Regions from separate parts of the Manis pentadactyla genome. Here region 2 is linked to region 1. A link is a contact called in public Hi-C data. All regions are on one chromosome and are shown on one strand. Each heading gives the region's core, a stretch centred on a gene start, on an enhancer-like site or on the middle of the called end of the contact. The rest is flanking DNA. Distances are from core to core; before and after follow the strand shown.

The links. Hi-C and Micro-C count contacts between places; a contact is called where the count stands out from the background.
Region 2: a contact with region 1 is called in a Hi-C map of skin fibroblasts, with 3 times the contacts expected there. The contact joins the promoter of WNT9A here to the promoter of LOC118933496 in region 1. A contact is called at or near these places in 3 of 3 Hi-C or Micro-C datasets (blood, fibroblasts and skin fibroblasts).

What each region holds. Positions count from the first base shown.
Region 1 is chr13:93,119,129-93,125,911 of mManPen7.hap1, reverse strand. LOC118933496 (zinc finger protein 354A) reads left to right here and starts at 3,339. Exons shown (of 5, transcript XM_036927846.2): 1 at 3,339-3,543; 2 at 4,639-4,726. The coding sequence starts at 4,694.
Region 2 is chr13:93,274,453-93,281,461 of mManPen7.hap1, reverse strand. WNT9A (Wnt family member 9A) reads left to right here and starts at 3,354. Exons shown (of 4, transcript XM_036927852.2): 1 at 3,354-3,573. The coding sequence starts at 3,479.

The DNA.
Region 1 (6,783 bases), core at 2,090-4,589:
GAGGACTGATGTTACCTGACTTCAAGGCATACTATAAAGCTACAATGACCAAGACAGTATGGTGTTGGTGAAAGAATAGACAGATCAATGGACAGAATAGAAATCCTAAAAACAGACCTACATAAATATAGTCAATTGATCTTTGACAAGGAGCAAGGGCAATACAATGGAGTAATGACAGTCTCTTCATCAAATTGCTGGAACATTTGGACATCAGCATGCAAAAAGGTGAATCTAGACACAGACCTTATAACCTTCATCGACTCAAAATGGACTGCAGACCTAAATGTAAAATGCAAAATGATAAAATTTTAAAAGGTAACACAGGAGAAAACCTAGATGACCTTGAGTATGGTAAAAATTTTTTAGATAAAAGACCAAAAGCATTATTGAAGAAATAATTAATAGGCTGGACTTCATTAAAATTAAAAACCTCTGCTCTGTGAAAGACACTATCAAAAGAATGAGAAGACAAGAAACAGACTGGGAGAAAATGTTTGAAAAATATATTGATAAAGGACTGGTACCCCAAATATACAAAGAGCTCTTAAAACTCAACAGTAAGAAAACTGGATTAAAAAATGGACCAAAGATCGTAACAGTCATCTCACTAAAGAAGATACAGAGATGGCAAATAAGCAAACAAAAAGATATTCAGATCATATATCAAAGAAATGCAAATTAAAACTGTGAAATATCTCTACATGCCTATTAGAATGGCCAGAATCCAGAACACTGACACCACCACATGCTGTTGAGGACATAGACCAACAGGAACTCATACATGGAAATGCAAAATGGTACAGCACTTTGGAAGACAGTTTGGAAGTCTCTTACAAAACTAAACACTTTTACCATACCCCAGCAATCATGCTCAAAAGACTTGAAAATTTATGTCCGCACAAAAACCTGCACATGGATATTTATAGCAGCTTTATTCATAATTGCCAAAACCTGGAAGCAGCCAAGATGTCCTTCAGTAGGTGAGTGGATAAACTGTGGTACATTCAGAAAATGGGATATCAGTCAAAACTAAAAAGAAACTAGATATGAAGCCATGAAAAGACACAGGGGATACTTAAGTGCATATTACTAAGTTAAAGAAGCCAAATTGGAAGGGCTATATACTGCATTAGTCCAACTATAAGACATTCTGAAAAAGGCAAAACTATGGAGACAATACAAATATTGTTAACCTCCATAGGAAATGGGTTGCTAGGAGTTAGGGGACAGGGAGGGATGAATAGGCAGAGCACAGAGGATTTTAGGGCAGTGAAACTACCCTGTACTGGAGGATACTTTTCACTGTACATTTGTCCAAACCTGTAGAATGTACAACACCGAAAGGGAACCCTGAAGTAAACTATGGACTCCAGATAATGACATGCAGTGACATGTCAATTCATCAATGTAGCAAGTGTACCTCTTTAGGAAGGGATGTTGATAATAGGGGAGACTATGCACATGTTGGAGCAGAAAGTATGTGGAAAGTTTCTATATCTCTCTCAATTTTTCTATGGACCTAAAACTGCTCTAATAATAATATAATAATAATAATAATAATAACAATAATAATGTCTTTAAAAAAGCACACAAAACAAAAAAATAGTCACTTCTGCCAGTTTTTGCAGATTAGTAAAGGGACTAATATAGGACTGCTATAGCATAAAACCAATTAGCCGGCTTGCTCTCAGCCTAGGGATCAGATGGAGGTGAAAGCGTAAGATCTTCCTACGTCACTTTTTTAGCTGCTTTTAAATGTCTTGATTTCCCAAAGAGCCTCACCCTAGCCTCTCCTCAGGGCCTTAGGTGGTCTGTCTTAAGTCTGTACCCTTGAGTTACTGCCCCAGGTGTCTGTGGGACTATAAACTACCAGCCACTCTCACAGCAATGTTCTCTGCTTTTCCTCACCTGAGATATGAATTATGCAAGAGGGAGCCCAGTACTTCTGGCTGCCCCCAAACAGGCTAGAACTTTAAAAATAAAGGCTGCTCGATTCCCACTCTGTTGGAGTGAGCTGGGAACTCAGCAGCCTCCTCTCCAAACACCTGCAGAGATGGGGCAAGGACAAGTAGAAATGTCACATAACTTCCCACAATTTCAAATGTTTGAGTGTTCTTTGGTTGATGCAGACGTTTTCCAAAGCCTTTGAAATGTTATTTTAGCTAGTTTCTAGTTTCTAATCTTTTATTTTTATTTTATGTTCCCAAGGAGGATGGAGGGCTTGGAGCTTTCTACTCTGCCATTTTGCTCACCTCCCCCTACTTTGACTAGAAATCATAGACTACTCAATATGATAATTATAGGAAAAATAATACATAAACAAAAGAAGCAAAACTGTCATTCACATGTTATATGATAGTAAATAAAAAATCCAAAACGGCAAATTCATTATTGGAATTTACAAAAACCTTTGGGCAGTAAGATTTATACAAAACCGCCACTTAATACATATTTAAAAAGATACCATTTACAAAAGCTTCAAAAAATATGAAACACAAATGAAATGCACAAAAATATGCAATGCTGCTATGGGGTAAATATATGGAGTAGTTAGACCTAAATAAAAGGCAAGATAAACCATAGTAATGGATTATTAGAATCAATATTGTGAAGAATTTAATTTTCCCCAAGTTATTTTATTAATTCAATCAATCCAAAGTCTCAGCATTTTTTTTTACAGGTAACATGATGATGATTACGCACATGACTTGGGCCAAGAACAAGAATTTGCAGAGGCTTCCTAATATATCTCACCAGTGTTTACTTCCATGCTACATCAACATAGGGTGGTATTCCTGACGTAATTACCCCTTGCTACAACCTGCCTCCACACCTACCCCAGATACTTCCGACCCTGCTTTCCTTTCACTTTTTCCCATAATGTTTATCTTCTAAAATGCTATAGAATTATGTCTATGGCTGTTGCCTGCTCCTTACCTCCTAAAAGTTCTCAAGGGCAGCGATACTTGTTTTGTTCACTGCCTTATTTCCAACCGCTTACTTACAACGGCGCTTGGCATATGGCAAGTGCTCAATTCACTTTTGCGGGATGACTTAAGGGGAAATAGGCATACAGACAACCGCCGAGAACAAACCTATCATATTTGCAGATGCAGAGCCACAAGACACCGCACCCGGCGAACCGCCGTTAACCTAAATAGGGAACAGGAGCCGAGACCGTGCCGCCCAAGGAGGGTACCCCACACCCGGAAATGGCAACTGGACACGTAACAAGCTCGCCTTAGCCTGCCTCGCAGCAGGCCAGAGAACTACACTTCCCAGGATGCTTGGGTTCTCGCTTGGACTACATCCCCCGGAGGCCTTAGCGGCAACCCCCTAGCGCGCCCCCTGCCCCGCCCCTCCCGGACTTGCGGGGGCGCGGGGCTTTGCACCCAGAGTAAGCGGCCTTGGGACCCGAGGTCCGCCAGGGAGGAGCCCCGACCCCAGGCTGCTGTCGGGCCGGCGCAGTTCCGGAGGCTCCCCCTGCTGAGCACGGCCGGGGAAGGCACTGGCCCCGGGAACCCGGGAGGCCTGGGCGAGGTGAGCAGCGGAGGGCGGGCGGGATGTGGGAGGGAGTCCCGGGGCCTCGGGAGGATGCGGCGCCGGGCCTTTGTGGGCCTTTGTGGGCGCGGCAGGCCAAAGGCCGTGCACCCCCGCGCTGTCCGCCTGCCACCAGCCGTCCGGGAGACGCTCCCAGAAAGCAGGTCGGGCTTTCGCCCCCGGGGGCCCCAGGTCCCAGCCACCATCCTGCTTCCTCCCGACCCATGCCCAGTGCGTCACCTGCCCAGCCCCAGCCGGCGTCTTAATTTGCTACCGGCTGTCAGCGAACGTGAGGAGTTGCATTTCCTCCCGTCTCCATCGCACTGCCCTCCCGGGTGGGGTCATAACGAAGTATAGTGAGCGAGAATGAGTTGTCGGCGTTCCCCAGTGGCAGAGTCGGGACCGAAGCCCATATCCTTGGTTTCCGTGCCCCTTCCTCAAGACCGCAGCTCTCCCCGCCATAGGAAAGCTCATGTTTTCCTGTTCCCAATCAGTTTTCTCTAAAAATACAGAAATTGACTCCTTGACAGGGTGGGAGGAATGGGGTGGAGAAAGCTTGAGGTGGAGAAAAGTTGTCACATGGCGCGCAGTGAGATTGGAGCTGCTGCTCTGGAGTGCGTCCTGGGAGACATCCTGGTGCACCATCACCGGCTTCGTGAACTGAGCTAAGTTGCTCCCACTCTGCCTTCAGTTTCCTGACCTGGAAACGGTGGTTACTGACAATGCCACCTGTGCTGTGGGATTGAATGATGCCCAGGCCGTGCCCGGCACACAGTGAGGCCCAGTGCGACGCTACTGCTGGTAGAGTCTTAGGCCCTTTTCCTCTGGGCCAGGAGAAGATTTGGGGCTAGGACCAGGATGGCCCAAACTTTCTCTCTGGTCCTGTCTGCTGCTAGTTCTTTCTGACTCACCTCTCTAGAGCGACATCTGGGGCAGTTCCGGAGGCTCCCCCTGCTGAGCAGGCCAGGGAAGGCACTGGCCCAGGAGTGACACCTGGTGTCACTCTCCTGTGGTGTTAAGAATTTCAGAGGTGGTGGTTCTGAGGGGTGGAAAGCAGAAGGGGCTTCTTCCTCCTGGCTCCCTTTTTCCTATCAGATCTGCCTTCTGGAGACGCTGCCTATCTTCAGAGGGAAGTGACCACAAAGAGGACATGGCTACTGAACAGAGGGAAGCCAGGTCTCAGGTGAGTTCATTGCCATCTCAGGAGTTCGAGTACAAAAAGAAATACATCTGTCCCTAACCCAAGTTCTCTACCCAATACAATCCCTCCAGGATTTGGAGCTTCAGTCCTTTTGCCTTTGAGGAGCTGGTCCCCCTGGTGGATGGCGGGTTCTGTAGGGAATATTTGCTTCCCCCTGCCAATCCATGTTTAGTGTTTCTCTTTTCATTCCTAATAGACACTCTTTTATTTATTAATCTCAATTCACTGTGTGATTACTAATTTGATAGATAAGGTGCCACATGTCATATCACTTGGAGACAGAACAAACATGCACGCTTGTCAGAGTTCCTTTCTGGCCCTGCCTCCTTTGCCCACCCATGTCTCCCTCCCTGCCCTCGGCAAGAATGCTTTCCTTTTTCTTTCCACCCCCGAGCATCCTCACTCTACCTTCCCCAGGCTTCTCCAGCTGTCTTGAAAGCTTCTTAACATTGTGGATCATGTGCTTTGCTTCTACCACTTGAAGCCTGTTCTTGACCTGCCCTTTTCACCTGTCTAGTACGGGAATGGGGGAGGGACCCCATCCTGGTGAGCTAGTGTGGGAACAAAGGATAGCCATGTGGGAAGGGACACAGCTGAAGAGGTCTCAACTCTGAGAGCAGGGATATCGTTACTGGAGAAGCAGTATGTACAGTGGTCAGGAAGTGGGACTCTCCAGACAGAAGACCGGGTTTAAACTTCTCTCTTGCCATTCATGCCATTCATTGGGCAAATAAGTCCACCGCTCTATTCTTCCATTTCCTTACTTGTAAAATGGGAATAACAACCATGCCTACTTCACACGGTAGCTGAGAGGATCGTGTGAGTTAGTGCATGAAAGTGTTTAGATCAGGGCCGGGCACATAGTTGTTCAGTATGTGCTTGTTGTGGTAGCTGAACCATATTACCCTAGTAATGATACTATTAATGTGGGTAGAAACTGCTATGCAATGTTTCTAGGACCCAGAGAATACTTGTCCTTTCTTTACTCCTCTCCACCTGAGAGTAACAGTGAATGTTGTTGGGGAATGGCCTGAGGGCTTTACCTATGTTCTCAGCCATATGGCAACCCAGCAGTTATCATCCCCATTTTACATACAAGGAAACTGAGGCTCAAAGAAGTCAAGTAACCTGAGTTCAAACTCAAGCATGTCTGTCCTCTATGTTAGTGCTTGTTATCGTCCAGCCATTCCTCTGCTGCATCTTGCAGAACACACGGCAGACTCAGCCCACATGTCAGAGAATCCCTTGTGCACCATGGTGTTATCTTTGGGCCCTCGAAACATGGTGACATTTGATTTCTGAGGCAATGGCCAGGACCTGGCATTACCTGTTTCAGCTGCCTTTGGCTGAGGCTTTCCCATTCCACTCCAGCACAGCCAGGTGCTCTCTTGCCCAGAACCTTCTCTATCCCTGTGGGAGCAAGTCCCATGCGGCCTTCTCCCTAGCCTTGCCTGCTGCCTGTGTGACAGTTCCAGATGGACATGTGTGCAAAACTCAGTGACCTTTAAGAGAATGTACCAACTACTGGGTTAAAAACCAAAAAAGTATGTGACCTGGGGTCTTGACTGCCCTGGACCTTGTTTCCTCAACTCTGCGTTGAGGACTGAATGAGGACATGGCCTGTAGTCCTGTCTAGCTACATATTTTTCTCTCACTGTTCAAATTATTTCATGTGTTTTCCTTGTCTGCCAGCTGGTTTGTAAATTCTTGAGAGAAGGTCATTTCTTGTATCCCTTCCTATATGCCACTTAATTGTCTTTCTTATAATACATATAGTTCATGTTCATGTTAAAAATTTCAGAATAAAGAATAGATATGTAACGAAGTTCAATGACTCTTCCTCTATCTGGAGGTAATCACTCTGACCCCTTTGGTGTGTGTCTCTCAGAATCATTTTCTATATACCATTATTTATTTATTTATATGCATATGTTTGTGTGTACATATGTAGGTATGTGTTTATTTTACCATTCTAACTTAAAATATTGCAATTTGAAAACATACATAAAGTTTACCACTTTAACCTTTATTGTGTGTGT
Region 2 (7,009 bases), core at 2,105-4,604, 160 kb before region 1:
GCTGTGCTGGGCTCAGCTCTGCAGTCCCAGCTCTGAGAGCAGCAGCCTTCTCTTCCTTCCTCCCACAACCCCTCCCTACCCCCCCCACCTCTCTCTCTCCTCTCTCTCCTCTCTCTCTCTCTCTCTCTCTCTCTCTCTCTCTCTCTCTCTCTCTCACACACACACACACACACACACACGCATGCTGCTGCATGGCCCATGAGCTCATTCCGCCCATGGCTGGCAGTCTGGGTGGGATCATTTCTCCTTGAGTTCTTTGTCCAGCTTAGTTTCAAATGACTCATGAGTGGCTTTTGCTGTCTGCCCCAAGGAGACCCCCTGCCTGGCCCCATAAACCTTCTCAATTAGGCAATGTTTCCTGATAAGCAGCCCCCACTCCTCCCAGACCTCCGGGAGAACCGAGCCCACACCCTGTCTCCTCCAAGCAGCAGCCAGCAACACGGACTCCCGGGGGCCTCCCAGAGCCTCAGCCTCATCAAGATGTTGAATGGGAAACTGAGGTCTGAGGGAGGGCTGAGGAGTGGGTGGTGTCAGCTGTGCAGGGGGCCTCTCCTGTCTTCTGACTCCTCTGCCTCTCTCTCTCTCACTGTCCCTGTCTCTGGCCTGGGGGGAAGATCCCTGAATAACAGTTGAGGGCCCCCTCCACTGCATCCAGGGCCCTGAGGTCCTGCTGGTACCCTGACTTTGCAGGGGTCTGCTGTTCTGCTGAGGCCCAGGCAGCCCTTCTGCTCAGCTGGGGACCCGCTCAGGAACCATCACTGTGCTAGATTCCAGCAGTTTTGGGGGCTGGAGTCCCCATGAGGCTGGCCATTTGTGAAAGGTCTGGGATCCAGTGAGTGTTCACAGCCCACTGCCCGTGTTTTCCCTTCCTGGGTTGTGGGGGAGGGCCTATGTTGGGGAGCACACACCCATCAATGGTGCCCCCCCGGCCTCTTGAAGCTGTGCCTACTGCTCCTTGGAGAGCACCACCATGTTTTCCAATCCTGATCCTCATTAGAAGCCATGTAGGGCAGAGACATCCAGCCCCGCCTGGACCACTCCTCTCCCTCTACATGCCCAGGGCAGCCGTCCTGTCCTGCTCCTGCCCTGCATGTCCCGTTCTGGCTGGCCTGTGCCCTGGCAGGACTGGATGGCTGTGACGGGGTACAGAGTGCATCTGGCCAGGGAAACCCCACCCCAGGCTTCTCCAACAGAGACCTGGGATCACTTTGCTGGACGAGAAAGGACTGCCCTCCCTGGAAAATGTCCCATCCTCGTGCTGTACTGAGGTCCGCAAAGTTATCTGCAAGATGGCACAGCTGCAGGCCGGGGCCAGGTGTTGGCCCACCACCTCCACCTGGCTTGCTATGTCCTTTGCAAGACTAATTCCAACAAGTTCTCCGGGCCTCAGTTTACCATGCAGGGTCCACTGAGCTGGTGCTAGTCTGTCCAAAACTCTTCTATGAACATTCAACTTTCTACCCCAGCCAGGGAGACACAGACTTGAGGGTGTGCTTGGGGTGATGGCAGAAGGAAGTGGTGCACCAGCCACTCCCACCCCAGATGGACCCTGGACACAGGTTCCCTCTCCCTGTCCACAGCTCCCCACCATCACCCTGCAGTGTGCTGAGCCCCCCGCTGCACGGTCCTCCTGCAGGCCCAGACTGACAGGGTCTCTGGAGGCCCTCCCCTGCTGACACCTGTGGTGGCTTAGCTGAGACTTGACTTGGGGTGTAGTAGGGCCATTCAGGGCAGGCCTGCTGTGAGCCGAAGCCCCAGGAAGGCAGAGCCTCATCCTTTCCAGCTCCCCACAATAGCCGCTGCCCCATGTTCTCGGCTGGGACCTCCGCCGGCTGCCTGCTGACTTGGGACTCACTGGTCGGCGGACGAGAGAACTGCCTGCTCCCCCAGGACCTCTGTCATGCCTGCAGTGCCTTCCAGATGCATGTTTACAATCTCACACTTCATTTTTCTTGGGCACAATCTCCCTGCTTTTAAACATGTCATCGCTCTGCATGCCCCCACCCCACGCCTCACAGTTCCCGGGTGTGGGGCCAGGCCTCAGGTGGAGGCCCTGAGGGCTGAGGAGGCCGCTGTGGTGGGGAGGGCAAGGCACCCTGACCCACAGCCTGGGTGGGCCAGGGCCACCTGCGGCCAGATTCTCTTTGCTGGGCAGCCCTGTCAGTGTGGAGCGGCATATGAGCTGAGGAGGGCAAGGGAGAGCCCCCTCCCACTGGAGGGGTTCTTGGAGTAGGAATGACACGAGGCCAGCCACATCCATGGAGAGGCAGAACGCTGGGTGGGGGCTTCCACAGTGGCCTCACAACTTAGAAAAGGCCTGACTCCCTGCACTCAGATAGGTCTCAGATGGTGAAACTAAGGCACAGAAAGAAGGGATGTGCCCAAAGCCCCATGTCCTCCCTGCCACCCCTCACTGGCCAGTCTCAGGAATCTCCCCAAGGTGGAGGGGGTGTGCTCACCTGGGTGGGTCTTCCCAGAGAGGAGGGGGCCCAAGGGGTGTCGAGTGCTCCGGAGGTCACTGTGGGGATGCATTTTTTGCCACCCAGCTTTACCTCTGACCACAGTTCCAAGACAGGTCACTTAGTGGCAGGTTCTCAGAGCTCACCACGCCCAGTCTTCAGAGGTGCTCAGACCCCTACACCCCGGGGTCTCTGCCCAGAAGCTTCCCAACTTGAGAGGGCTGACAGGGGCTGGACTCTCCCCCGCAGTCCCAGGGATCCCCTGGGCCCTTGTCGCCTAGCCCAAGACCGGTAAATTGTGTGTCTGGTTTTTTGGGCCTGGGGTTCTCCGACATCACCGTGCTTCAGCAGTGGCTGTGTGCCTCTGTCCTCCGAATCCCATCGCTCCTGTTGCCTCTGGCCGCGCCAGGCCCCCTTGGCACCGCAGCCAGTCCGCGCTGTGTAGAGCCTCCGGGAAGGGGGGTTCCCTGGAGCAGCGCTGGCGGTGGTCTCCGCCTCCAGGGCACTCCCTAGATTTAAGGACGGGGAGACGGAGACCGCAGAAGGTTGAGCGACTTGTTCCGCAACCTCAGCTGGCCGGGCCAACAAAAAGGCGGCGGCGCCCCTCCAGCCTTGCTGCCCCCTCGGTCCAGCTTCCCCCAGCTCGCGGGCATCACCTGCGGGCAAGCCAGCTCTCGGGGAGCGAGCGCGCGCTCCGACTCGGGGCTGACGGGGTCACCGAGGCCCCGCCCCGCGCGCCCCGCCCCCGCGCCCGCCGCCCTCGCGCGCCCCCTCCCCACTCGCGGGCGGCGCCCCCGGAGCTGCGGAGCCGGGCGGCGGCGCGGTGGGGCGGGCGCTCGGCTCGGGTTTCGGCCCGCCCCCGGCGCCGGCGTGACCCCTCCCCGGGCGCGGGCGGGCCGGGCCCAGCTGGCCGGCGCCCCGCCCCCGGCCTGGCGCTCCGGGCGCTATAAGAGGGCGGCGGCCGCGGGGCGCCCTGCGCGGGCCGGGAGCGCGATGGTCCGCCGCCGCGGTGCGGCAAGATGCTGGATGGGCCCCTGCTGGCGCGCTGGCTGGCCGCGGCCTTCGCCCTGACGCTGCTGCTCGCCGCGCTGCGCCCCTCGGCCGCCTACTTCGGGTAGGTGGCTGCGGCCCGGCGGGCGCGGGGGCCGGGGGTGGGCGCGGGGCGGGCTGGCGGCCCAGGTGCGCGGCCGGGCCGGCCGCCGGGGTGCCGGGTGCTGTTTGTTTGCGGCGCGCGCGTCGCTCGGCTCGCGAGTCGGTGTCCCCGCGACGCGGCGGGGAGAGGGCCGGCGTGCCCGACGGGCTGGCACGGCGCCGCGGTCCTCCGTGACCCTGGGGTCGTCGTCACGGCTGCCGCGCCCGGACGCGGGGCGCCCCTGAGCCTGGGGCCAAGCGCTGGTCCTGCTCCCCGTCGCCGCCGACTCTTGACACACGCTGGAGCCCCCTGGCCCCTGGCCACTCAGCCCCTTGCAGCTTACCCCCGACCCTCCTTCTCTCCTTGAGAAGTTAATTTAACAACAACAACAAAAAATACGTACAAAATCCAGATGTTCCTCGCACTGAGCCCCAAAGGAGGGACCGAAAAAGCTCCAAGCTGGAGGAATTTATTTTTCTTGCGCTTTGCTCCTGCCGCTCGCTCCGGCCTGGCCCGCGGGCGCGCGTCTGGGGGACCCGAGCCGGTGAGCGGGCTGGGAGGTGAGTGCCGCCTCCCGCCGTCCTGAGTCACCGCCCCGCGCTTCTCCGCAGCGGCGGCCTGTGGTTTCGACGCGTCGTCCCCGCCGTGCCCTCCAACCCCTCCTTGTCCCTCTCTCCCAGACCTGGAATGTCCAGCCCACGACCTTTGGGAACCCTTGCCGCGACCTGCGGATGGGCCTTCCAGGGTTGGGGTGGCACCGCGCTCGCGGCCCCGGCCCTCCAGGCCTCCCCGCCCCCAGGCTCCACCCTGGACCGGGCCCACCCCCGCGCCCGGCCCGCCCTGGGCACTCGCGGCCGCCGCCCTTTGCCGTCACCTGTTCCCTCGCCCCTGGCCTGGGGCGCGCGGCGGCCTGGCCGGCAGAGGGCCCCGTCGGTCCAGAAATGTGGCACCGCCAGGCAGGGAGAGGCCAACCGGGCGCGGAGCCCTGCAGGTGTATCCTGTTCTCAAAGAAAATAAAATATTTTCATGGGAAACTTTCCCTTTGTGTTTTTCTTTCCCCCTTTCTCCTTCTGTTTCTTTCTCCTGGGTCGTCTTCCAGGGTCAGCCCAGTGTTACCTCCCTCTGGGGACCCCACCAGCAACCCTCTCCTGGCTCCAGCTGGGGCCTGGCCCTGCCTGGGGCCCTGGGCGCAGAGACTGGCAGGCACGCCCCTGCTCACCATCTGTGCAGCCTTCCCCTCGCCCTCCTGGGTATAGGGAGGGTCAGGGGATGGCCGCCTGGCCGCAGGTCCATGGTGAGTCATGGTGGCCTGTCAGCCAGCTGCGCCTGCTTGTTCTCCATGGCCTGGGGTCTGCGTACACCCTGGTGGCACTACTCTGACTAGAAGATAGATCCACTGTGGGGAGGGGAGGTCCAGTCCTGGCAACAGCCCGCTTTCTCCGCTTCCTGCTCCCCTTGCTTCTGGGAAAGTCGTTGAGCTCTGCTGTTTCTATGTGTGTGTTAGGGCCCACACCCGAGGAAGTCCCAGTGGGCGTGGGGCACTTGGGGGGGGGCTTGGCACCCCAGGGGCTCTTCTGGCCAGCCCCCTTCCCCTGCATTTTGTCCCCAATGGCTCCACCAAGTGAGGCTTCCCAAATCCTGCCTTTGGGGAGCATAGGAGGCAGATGTCCTGCCCAGGGTACAGCTGGCTATGCCAGGGGTCAGGCGTGAGAGCCAGAGCTCTGCTTGACGGACTGGGGTCCCGGAGGGTTTAGGCCTGGTGCCAGCCGGACAGGCAGGAGGAAGGGGGCAGTGCTGGAAGGGTCCGTGCCCAGCAACGTGCCTCAGGACAGCTTCAGGCACTGAGGTCGGCTGGGCCTGGGAGGAGAGGAAGAGTCGAGGAGGGGGCTGATCTGTGTGGAAGTCTGGCATCTCTGGCCAGCAGGGACTGGCTGGGCCTGGGTCTGGTTCTCTTTCTCCTGGCCCAGGAAGCAGCAGGAGCAGAGCGTGAAGGGGAAGATGGCCCAAGGCAGGCATGGAGTGTCCTGTCTGGCATCCAGAGCTGTAGAGAGGGTTGGGTTGCAGCCGTGGGAGGAGGCAGAGAGGGCTCCTGCTGCCCACGTGACCCCCCAGGCCAGCCTCTCTAGGTTTCTGGGCTGTAACTGGAGCTGCCTCCGTGCCAGGCAGAACTTTCAAGAGGGGGAAGGGAGAGGTGGGCCTGGATCCCGGCTCCCTCCTCCTACTCCTCTGGCTTTACTCTGGTGGGTTGGGAAGCCCCAGTGCACTTTGGCCTGCCCTGGGTCGGGTGGGCTCACCACCTAGCTGCTCTCCTGTCTGTGTGGTCAGGTGAGAAGATGGACCTGAACCTGCCCAGGAAGGGATGCCCCAGACCCGGAGGCCAGGCACCCTCGTGCTGCCCTTCACAAGGAGCCAAGGGCTGCTTCTGGGGCTTATTGGGATCCGTGCCTGGCAGAGCAGGGCCTGGGCTCCCTGGTACCCTGATATCCTTTGCTTAGAGATCCTGTGTGTGTGCCTTGCCTGCCCCAGCAGAACCCCGGAGGGAGCCACTAGACTTGCATGCTGGGGCTGCCTGGGCAGGCAAAAGCCTAAGACCCTTGGTGGTGTCCTCAGCCATCCACATTCCGTAGGAGGCATTTGCAGGCTGGCTTGACATTTGCAGGCTGGCTTGGGGGAGCGGACCCTGCCTCCTGGTCCCTGGAGGCCTGCACGGAGGAGGCACCACCAGGCATGGCACCTAAAGGCTCTCCACACCAGGCATGTGAGGGGTGCCTGGAGTGCGAATGAAAGGCAGTCAGGGTCACATGAATGAGGCCAAGTGGGCGAGAGGCCATTTGCCATAGTTCTGTTACTGAAACAACTCATATCCTATATACTGCTAAGAGCATATAGCTCGGTGGTTTTTTAGCACACCCACAAGGCTGTGCAGTCAGCACTGCTATCTAATTCCAGAACATTTTCATCACTCCCCAAACCTCATATCTCGCCCCCTTCCCCAGCCCCCCAGCACTAATCCACGTTGTGTCTCTCCTGGTTTGCCTGTTCTGGATGTTTCGTACAAGTGGAATCACACAACATGTGGCCTTTCATATCTGGCTTCTCATGAGCATAATGTCCCCAGGGCTTACCCACGCCATGGTGTAGATCAGGGCTTCCTTCCTTTTTGTGGCTGGATGGTATCTGGTTGGATGGACATGCACACAGTGTTGTTGGGATCCGTCCGTCCACTGGTTGTCTCTGCCTTTGGCTGCTGTGAACGTGGGTGTGCAAGCTTTTCACTTTCTCTGGATACATACCCCAAAGGGGAACTGCTGGGTCACGTGGTGCTACATCTGACTTTTTGAGGAACGACCACACTGTTTTCACAGCAGCTGTACCATTTTCCACCCCAAGCTGTGCCCAGTGCTTGTTACTTCCGCTC